3 separate regions of the Gossypium hirsutum genome follow, and regions 2 and 3 are each linked to region 1. The links are chromatin contacts, called in public Hi-C maps. All regions are on one chromosome and are shown on one strand. Each heading gives the region's core, a stretch centred on a gene start, on an enhancer-like site or on the middle of the called end of the contact. The rest is flanking DNA. Distances are from core to core; before and after follow the strand shown. Region 1 holds the start of LOC107950105 (serine/threonine-protein kinase AtPK2/AtPK19). Region 2 holds the start of LOC107950109 (TORTIFOLIA1-like protein 3). Region 3 holds the start of LOC107950108.

The links. A called contact is a pair of places that touch in the nucleus more often than the background predicts.
Region 2: a Hi-C map of leaf shows a contact between it and region 1, with 1.7 times the contacts expected there. The contact joins the promoter of LOC107950109 here to the promoter of LOC107950105 in region 1. A contact is called at or near these places in 2 of 34 Hi-C or Micro-C datasets (callus and leaf).
Region 3: a contact with region 1 is called in a Hi-C map of hypocotyl, with 3 times the contacts expected there. The contact joins the promoter of LOC107950108 here to the promoter of LOC107950105 in region 1. A contact is called at or near these places in 2 of 34 Hi-C or Micro-C datasets (hypocotyl and leaf).

Annotation. Positions count from the first base shown.
Region 1 is chrD03:36,968,005-36,971,421 of Gossypium_hirsutum_v2.1, forward strand. LOC107950105 (serine/threonine-protein kinase AtPK2/AtPK19) reads right to left here and starts at 1,606. Exons shown (of 6, transcript XM_016884854.2): 1 at 720-1,606; 2 at 143-225; 3 at 1-58. The coding sequence starts at 1,304.
Region 2 is chrD03:36,783,678-36,787,094 of Gossypium_hirsutum_v2.1, forward strand. LOC107950109 (TORTIFOLIA1-like protein 3) reads left to right here and starts at 1,871. Exons shown (of 5, transcript XM_016884858.2): 1 at 1,871-2,809; 2 at 2,924-3,032; 3 at 3,305-3,417. The coding sequence starts at 2,027.
Region 3 is chrD03:36,830,107-36,833,523 of Gossypium_hirsutum_v2.1, forward strand. It overlaps LOC107950108, which reads right to left and starts at 1,517. Exons shown (of 4, transcript XM_016884857.2): 1 at 1,275-1,517; 2 at 913-1,089; 3 at 1-36. The coding sequence starts at 1,289.

The DNA.
Region 1 (3,417 bases), core at 356-2,855:
GTGAAGATGTGAAACAGCAGATACAATCTCAGCAGTATAAAACCTTGCTTGATCCTCACTATTCAAGAAACATGTAAAAAAACCAAAACTAAATAAAAGTTTGCAAACAGACAAATTACTTGAAGTTGAAACAACATGATACCTGAATATCCCTTGGCGATATAGGTGAAAGAAGAGATGGCCTCCATTTATAAAGTCCAGGATTAAATAAAGCTTAGACTTTGTCTGTAAAATTACATAAGAACACAACTGTAAGCATTGACACAATATGACCTTCAAATACATGACACAATCATGGATTGGAAGTGACTAGTGAGATAAACATCCTAAGTCCTCATATAAATAGTTCAAACAGAAATTGCTGAACCATAAAAGACCTTGGATTTTTCAAAGTAAAAAAGAAAACCCTGCAATATTTTTGACAATTTGTATAATAGGAAGTCTAATTCATGAAAAAATTAGATCTTCAATCAGATATCAAGCTGAATCCTAAAGACCAAATATTTCAAATCCAAACCATTCAATTGTATTTAACATAAGAGCAAGAACTAACATCATTTCTCATATCATCTGATCAGAATCACAAAATACTTAACAAAAAAACATTATGTTTTTTTAGGAAAGTTGAAATAACATGAAGATATTTAGGGAAAAAGTAGTAAAAGGGACAAATTTTATGGAGATGCAAATAAAAAGAGAAAGTAAATTGCATAAGGAACCTGGAAAGAGTATCTAAGCTGAACAATAAATGGATGAACAACTTTAGTGAGGATATCCCTCTCAGCTCTCATGTAATCGACATGATTCTTTTTAATGATAGTTACTTTCTTCATAACTTTCATAGCAAAAAGCCCATCACCATCCTCATCATTCCTTCCTTTTTTTCTCACTTGAAAAACTTTCCCAAAAGCTCCTTGTCCAACAACTCTCAGGATCACAAAATCCTCGGGCCCAATCTTGGGTTTTGCTTCTTCTTCATCGTCATCTTGTTCCTCGGCTTCATACTCGGTTTCAGTTTGGATTTGGAGAGGGAGGGAAGAAGAGACGGTGTAACGAGGAGAAGGACCCACATAAGAATGGGACCTGGTGTGGATAACTTGAGGATCCCCAAGGAAAGCAGAAGGGGGAGACGTGGAGGAAGGTGAATGGAGGGTGGGGTCGGGATGGTGAGGAGTCAAAGGGCCGAAAACATCGCCAAAATCAAACTCATGATTAGAAGAAGGAGGAGTGATGGTGAGTTTCTTGAGGTTAGAGGCTAAAAGGGATTGAAGGTTTTTCTTTTGGGATGATGAAGTTGATATCATCTTTTATAATTTCTTAGCAGAAAAAGAATAGAAAAAAACAGGGCAGCCAAAGAATGGCTATTATTATTACATTTTAAGGAGAAGGATGGGATGCGAGACACGAAACGATCTGAAAGTCGTGCAGAGGAAGATCACTTTGAATAGAATTGAAAATGAGAAACATGTTTGATGGACAAGAGGGAGATGTGTGGAAGTGGCAATAATTTGGGGTGTCTGATTTCAGTAACGCGCACCTGCGACACTGACAATCGCACGCCAAAGTTTACAAATGGGATAATACCATATTCGGTGCCAGTACTTTGAAAATGTTCAATCGTAAACTATTAATATGTGTTTTATTATGGACAAAGTTACCCTAAAATGCCTATTTGTTTTTTTTTAAATTACCAGTTGGAAGTGTTTTCTCTGTGTCACCAGTAAAAATCCTTTAGCTGGACACGTTTTTACCCCCCCCCCAATGGCTACTTTTCCAACCTCCCCAAACCTTATTAATTTCTCACAATACTTTCAAAATTCTCAAACCACTCTCAAAATTCTCTCCTAAATTTATTACTAAAATTCTATTTCTATCTAAATTATATTTTTTATTAATATTTTCTGAAAATATTTTTTATTAAAAATTAATTCGTGTTCTATATAATTAGCAATGGTCGATTCTCTAATCTGTCATTATGACAAGCACATTTCCATCAGTCAATTGCAAATGGTAAGAATAATTTTTAATAAAGTTTAATTTTGTTTATTTTATTGTTATATTTTAACTTAATATTTTGTATATTTTTTTATGTATATAGGCGGAAGATTAAATTTTACAATGTCATATTCGTAATCTACCCGATCCTCCATCACTGTTAATCGAACCATACTTGAGGGAAGTCAATTTTTGGCATGTGACCCTTGTAGGCCGGGGTTGTAAGTTGGACCCAAAACTCGTAAGCACATTGGTGGAGGGGTGGAGACCCGAGACACGCACATTCTATCTTCCATGCAGCAAGTATGCTATTACTTTGGAGGACGTGTATTAACAGTTGGGGTTATCGGTGGATGGGTTGGTAGTCATCAGGTCTGTTTAGTCTGCTGATTGGGGAGGCGTATGTGGTGAACTTTTGGATCCAATTCCGGAGACAATTTACAGAGTTTGGATTGAAATGGCTTGGTTACGAACAAATTTCGCAGGGTTGGATGAGGATTCGAGAGAATGACATGCTTGGGCGTACATCCTTCAAATCGTCGGGGGTATCCTGATGCCGGATAAGTCACGAAATCTCATCTATCTAAGGTGGCTGTTGAAAATGATCGATTTTAGAGGAGCAGTGAACTCAGTTAGGGGTTCGTCGTGTTGGCGACATTATATTGGGAGATGTGTTGGGCGACACAACTAAGAAAAATCAAAATTGGTGGTTACCTTTTACTATTACAATCATGGGCGTGCTACTGATTTCCAGTTTTATGTCCTCGAACGAACTACCCATATACATTCCTACTCATAAAAAGGTAAAATTCAGTAGATATTACCATGATAAAATTTATTTAAATTAAAATTATTATGCTAACAAGTTATTTAAATAGGTGGAACCATACGCCGAATCATGTGGGATTACTTACTAAGCTTCAAAATATACGACTTCTATTAGATCAACGATCAAAAACGGAGATATTTATTTTTTAAAATTTGAACTATATAATCTTAACGCGATCGATTTCGTATTTAGTAGTATATATATAACTAATGTTTTTATCATGTTAATATTAGTTTGAAAAAATACCATACGAGGATCCGACAATTTGAGAAGTCATCCCCAAGGAATTCTTTGTGAATCCCAACACTTGGCACATGAAGGTCCCATTAGTAATGTATGCTACCATCGAGATGCACGAGACCGATAATGTTGCGGCAGTTTGGATTCCAACAATCAATTCCCATGGTATCTCAAGACATTGATGATCTACATCCTATCGACTTGCGGCGGTCAAATGAGAATTGGTTGGTATTCTACTCCTAACATATCAACATGTGGAATAATCGATATGATTTCTTACCTATTCGCGAACCTATTATCATTCCAGAGTTAGCATGTGATCTGGAGTACATGCCATGGTTTAGGATCCATGG
Region 2 (3,417 bases), core at 621-3,120, 180 kb before region 1:
AAAGGATAAACTACATCCAAGGTCACTAAAATGTTAGTAAATTTATATTTTGGTTAATCAACTTTAAAAAGTTACAAAATGCCATTAAACTATTTAAAAGTTTTTATAAGTCACTAAACTATGCAAAAGCTTTTATTTAAGTCACTGGGTTGTTAAGTTTTTTTTTTAAATTTGCTAGCAAGCTCCAAGTGCTGATTCTACAATCAATATGGTGGATCAATACCTATTGATGAGTAAAAGAACATACATTAGTTCCAAGTTGATCTGACAGTCAATGTTGAAGATCAGAGAAAAAATTATTTGAATTTTGATTCGTAAAGTTGGAACATTTTAAGTTATTTCATAGAAAAAATAAACTGTAGAAGAGAATGGGAAGAAAAGTTTTTAATTGGAGAAAACTGTGCAAACAAAAGTCATACAATAGCGATTTTAACATCCCGTGACTTAAATGAAAACTTTTAAATAATTCAATGACCATTTTGTAACATTTTAAAATTGAGTGATTAAAACATAATAATTTAATGACATTGGATGCAATTTACCCAATAACACATAAAAATGATTACCTGGTGAGAAAAGTAATGATTTTGAGGGTCAGACATCTGTCGGTCCATAGGATCTTTGAGAAAATTTACTGATGAAAACGAATTTTCAACCTCCAAAAACATTTAAAGAAAATATTATTGGAAATTTGCAGATTTATAAAGTTATCTCCTCATACTGATTCCAACTGCAAGCCTTAAATGACAATAAGTTAAATTAATTAATTAATTAATTAATAGCGACAGTACTCTGTTTGAAAAAATAAATTAAATCCTAAGCAAGAATTGCCATTTGCCAGATCTGCTTATTCCCTTATCATTGTTGACAACCCTATTCCCACCTTGAGTAGAGTACAAACATAAACAAATATAATAAGAGTTAATTACACAAACATCCCTAAACTAGGACCCTCATTCTAAATTAGTCCCAAAACTTTAAGTTATTTTAATTATATTCCCAAACTATTGAGGGTATAGTAATTTGGTCCTTATATTATTAAAATTGTTAATTTAACTGTTAAATGACACATTAAATTTTAAATGACATAATTTAAAATTAAAATTTTAGGAAAAACAATTAATATTATAAAAATAGATGTTTTAAAAAAATGTATAGTTTTGAGGTTTTCAAAGCTTTTAAAGAAGTTTTATCATTAACTTCTTTGTTCAATTTTACTTTATTTTTAGCTGCTTTTCTTTTTAAAAGTTTTCATTTTAAATTTAGTTACGTAATATTTGACGTATCATTTAACGTTTAAATTAATAAATTTAATACAAAAGGACTTGATTGACACAACATCGATAGCTTGGGCTAAAATTAGAATGTGTTGAAGTTTTGGAACCAATTTAAAATGAGGACCATCATTTGGGGATGCCTGGTGCAATTAACTCATATAAAAAAAATAATAATAAAAGCTACCAGAAAGCTGCCATGACCTGCTTAAAACGCCACCGTTTCACCTGCTTCTTTTATTAGGTAAATTTTTATCAACGGTCCCTCTACTATGTATTTCTAGAAGATTCAGTTCCTCTTATTTCTAATCTCTATTATAAAATCAATTGTTTTTGTGTCTTTTGTTTTTTTTAACGTATGGCATACACACTTTGTTTTTATTTTATTTTATAGTTAAATAATCTCCTTTTCATAAAGAGCAAAAAGTTGGTCCAGTTATATTAAGAAATGTCAATGTATATATAAATGATCATGTGAAATTATTTGATACAATTAATGGAAAATTTTGGTCATAGGATTTAAAATAACATTTCGAACAAATTATAGTATAGGACTAAATATACCAAAAATACATAGTACAAGGACTTTTTGTCAGAATTTGACCCTTCTATTACTTTCTTTTAACGACTCTCCTTCTTCACCTTAAATTATAAAGGCCTGAATGGATCTTGGAGATTTCCCACCACTGGGGAGCCGCCCAATGATACCGCCGGCTGCTCCGCCGTTGCCATAAAATTAGTAAAAGGAAGTAATGGCGCAACCTTTTAAACTAAAAGTTAACACCCTCCTAAACAAGCTCGGCGATCGAGACACCTTCTCTCTCGCAGCTGCTGAGCTCGACTCCATTGCTAGAAACCTTGATGCCACATCACTCCCGACTTTCATTTCCTGTATTCTTGCGGTCGATTCCTCCGATAAAAGCGGAGTGCGAAAGCAATGCGTGAAGCTCATTTCTGTTTTGGCTGTTACTTATCCGAATTCTCTCCCTCATTTCCTCCCTAAAATCCTCTCTAGCCTCCTCCGTCGCCTGCGGGACCCCAATTCCGTTGTCCGCTCCGCCTGCGTCGATGCTGTCTCAGCTCTCTCCGTTAACCTCACCAAGTGCAACTTCTCATCTTCGTTTTTGAAGCCTTTGAGCGATGCTCTTTTCACAGAGCAAGAACCGAACGCGCAGATCGGGGCGGCATTGTGTTTGGCGGCGGCGATCGATGGATCACCGGATCCAGATCCAGTTAGGCTGGGGAAGATGTTAACGAAGCTGGAGAAACTCGTGAAAGTTGAAGGTTATAAGGCTAAGGCGGCAGTTTTGGTGGTTATCGGGAGTGTGATCGGATCGGGTGGGGCGTCAAATTTGGGTGATGAGATGATGAAAGCATTGATAGGGTGCTTGATTGGGTTCTTGAGTAGTCATGATTGGGCAGCGAGAAAGGGAGCAGCAGAGGCGCTTGGGAGGTTAGCGGTGGTTGAGAGAGATTCATTGGCTGAGCTCAAAGCTGGTTGCATGAAAGTCTTCGAGGCTAGAAGATTCGATAAGGTTTTTAACTTAATTTTTATTTAAATTCTGGTGAGATCATTTGTATTTTGGTTATTATTATTATTTTTAATTGCTTCTTTTTTTTCTTGCCAAATTTGGATGTGGATCTTATAGGTAAAGGCCGCCAGGGAGGTTATGAGTCAGATGTTGGAGGCGTGGAAGCAGGTTCCGGATGTTTCAGAAGAGGCGTCTCCACCGCCTCGATCACAGGCTTCTTCGAGAGGTATATGATGATCTGCTTCTGCTTGATGGGAGTTAGATTTCTTGGCTAATCTGTACTAGTTTATCCGGTAGATTTTCTTTTATCCAAATTAGAAATGTTGCATAGGATCAATACATCTTTGTTGTGAGCTGGTTATTTGGTAATTGTTTATTTTTAAGTCTTTGCCGAGATTGATATGATCCGTATTATGGAATACTTTTAACACTTCTGGCAACATGAATCTGATATGTACACATTTTTACTTACTGTATTTGGTTCTGTTTTAATAACAGAGAATGCAAGTGATGGATGCCGCTGTCCGCCTGGTGCCAAAATTTCATCTAATGCGGATATCGCTGTTAAGAAGCCTACTTCAACAAAAAGGTCAACTCCACCTGATAGTTCC
Region 3 (3,417 bases), core at 267-2,766, 140 kb before region 1:
CTGTTGATTCAAGGACATCATCTCTGCATCATTAACCTACAATCATAACAGACAGTAAATACGTCAGTTATTCAGCATTGTTGTCACTGCACTGACTACTCTTTAATGTATATAAATATTACATAAGTTGAACGGGTAACCGTATGAGAGTATAACAATTTCAAACATAAGGAAAAAATGCACAAACATTTGAGCTTATCCATGTCAGGTGGGTACCACAGTCATAGCTGAGTTGGAGTGATGGAGCACAACATATGTAACAAAACAATTTCTAACCCAAGATAAGAAACACAAAATCATGATTTGCTGCTTGAACCTACTCGATCAATTAGGCCATATACATTCAACTTTAGCAAGTTCACCATGAAAGTTGTTGGACAATTCTTATACACATAAACCAATGAATTTGCATGATCGAATACATTTTCTCTCACCACAATTCATAAAAGCCTCTGGGGTTTAAGAGAAAACTAAATGGGTTTAACCATCAAACTAACCCATTGCAGGCAAAGCAAATACAACTATAAACAAAATACAAATGCATACCAAAAAATGTAATTCCAATTGACAAACTTGCATTCCTTCAAGCACGCTACAACTGTGATAAATGTTTGAAATGCCTATATTATTGAAAGCAATCTGTTGAGGGAATGTTGGACTCTTAGTTCTAGTGATCAAGAATGAAACCTTAGTAGACAGCTTTTATTTCAAAAAAAGGCTTATTAGAGTTCAATAAAACTATATCAGAAAAATGAGATCAAACATCAAAAACATTTATCACCAAACAAAGCACACAATGAGAGGAAACCCACATTACGATGCAAAAGGCAGTGAGCAAAAAAATTACAACACCCAAGCTGAAACATCGTCAAACAACAAAAACAAAAACAATCTTAAAAAACCAATAGTTACCTTAGCATCCAACATTTGTTTCAACCTAAGCAACATACGCAACGCCTCATCTTTAGCAGCGAACAGCTCTTGCTGATATCTTAGAGCCTTTCTCTCCGACACCATTATCCTCGCCGCCGCCTCTTTAGCCGTGTTCAGAATGATTTCGGCATAAGCCTTTTTCAAAGCCGTCAATTTCTGTTAAAAGAAAAAAAAAACAGAAAACATCAAAGAAAACCCACATCGAAAATAATCCTGTTGAACCAATTAAAAATCAAAACCCAAGTCCTTCTAACAAAAAAGAAGAAGAATCAGCTTCAAAATTCATACCCAAAGAACAAAAAGTAGATTAAATTAAGTGTAAAAGTATAGAGAAACTTTACCTGGGAATCCGCCATTGTAGCCACTAATGCATCGAATTGATTCAGTTCCTTTCAGACCAACTTGCGAACAACAACAACAGTATACAAACGGAGGTTTTGTTTTCCTTCCCTAGCAGCAGCTGTCTGTTACGAACTGAAAGACCCCTTATTTCCAAATACCAAGCTTACCCTCCACTCTCCCTTTTATTTACCAACGAAGCGACTTCAGCTGACATAAGCGGCGGTTTTTTCTTTTTCATTTTTAAGTTATTACATGTTTCCGGTTCTATTCTATTTCTTCCTTCCGCGCCAAAGAAGTGGGGTCCACTAAGGAACTTGATGGACACGTGGCTGTCGATGCGTGAAGTGGTTTTACGTTTGGGCGGTAGCTGATGGAGGGCCTAGCGTGAGGTAGTGGGTAGATAAGTGAGGCTCTGTTTGTGGGGAGAAAGTAAAAGCAGTTGGCAACGGCAAAGGCCACGTTGGAGTTTTGAGTTGAGACTTGGGACTTGCGTGCGGTTAATTTAAGCTTAAGCTTAAGCTTGTCAACCTCCGCATACTATCGGCAAAATACAAGTAAAAGTTTCTTTTTTTCAAAATTTACCGAAATGGTTCTAGTAAATAATTATTTATCGGAATGAGTTATTTTTCCCGAAAATGCGTCCACGTCAGCGCGATGTCAGGGTACGTGACAGGAAAACGCATCCTCAAGGGCGCGCTTTGTCCACGTGGACAGAAAGCGCGCTGACGTGGACGCGTTTTGTTGCCACGTCAGCGAGTCCCAAGGGACGCGTTTTCCCTGCGCGTGAACAGTGCCAACGGTTATTTTTTTGACCGTTGGCCCCCCCAACGGTAAAAAAAACTATAAAAACCCCCACCCCTTCATTTTTTTTCACAAATTAATCCTTTCTCAATTTCCTTTCAATTTCCTCTCAAATTGTTCTCAATTTCCTTTCAAATTTCTCTCAAATCCATATTTAATCTCAAATTGCTCTCAATTCCTCTTAAATTTCTCTTAAATTCCTACTTTTAATTATTTTTAAAAAAATTTAATTTTTTTAATTTTTTTTAAATCGTAAAAAATTGTACGAATTTAGCAATGGCCGGAGAATTGATTCGTCTTGATAACAAGCACATATCCGTCGAACAAATGAAAATGGTAAGTGTTAAATTTATTTTTTAAATATTATTTAAATTTTTTTATTTATTCATTTTTAAATAATTATTAATTTGTTATTTGTTATAAAAGTCTGTAGATCGAATATTGGAATGCTATATCTGGAATATGCATGGTCCTCCTTCACCGTTGGTAGAGAATTACCTGCGGGAAGCGGGTTTTTGGCACGTGGCGACGGTAGGCCGAGGATGCAAGTTGGACCCAAAACTTATCAGTGCGTTGGTTGAGAGGTGGAGACCCGAGACGCACACATTCCATCTTCCGTGTGGAGAGTGCACTATCATTTTGGAAGATGTCAATCTGCAATTGGGATTGCTGGTGGACGGGTACCCAGTCACCGGGTATGTTCAATCTGGCGATTGGAGAGTGGTGTGCTACGAGCTTTTGGGCGCTATTCCGGAGAAAATTAACGGTGGTCGGATCGAGATGGGCTGGTTACGAGACACATTCCCGGATCCGGATGATGATTCAACCGAAGTAGAAAGAATCTGATATGCTCAGGCATACATTCTTCAGATAATTGGAGGTTATCTGATACCAGACTTGTCACGGAACCTCGTACATCTAAGATGGCTGCTGAAACTCGTTGATTTTAGAGCAGCTGGTGAATTGAGTTGGGGGTCTGCCGTGTTGGCAACATTATATCGGGAGATGTGAGGGCGACGCGATCGAGTAAAGCGAAAATCGGAGGTTGCCTGTCACTACTGCAGTCATGGGCACAGTTTCACTTTCTATTTTTACGTCCTCGAGTGGACCACCCATATACATTCCCACTCATAACGAGGTAAATTTTATATTAGATTTTACAATTATTACGTAGATTTTTAAAAATAATAGTATGCTAAAAAGTTTATTTAATTAGGTGGAACCATCCGGTAAGTTATGCTCGATTACCTACCTCTTTTGAAGATATACGGCTTTTATTGGACTAATGGTCGGAAGCACAAGTATTAAATAAAATAGATATTTCCATAATAAGATAGTCGA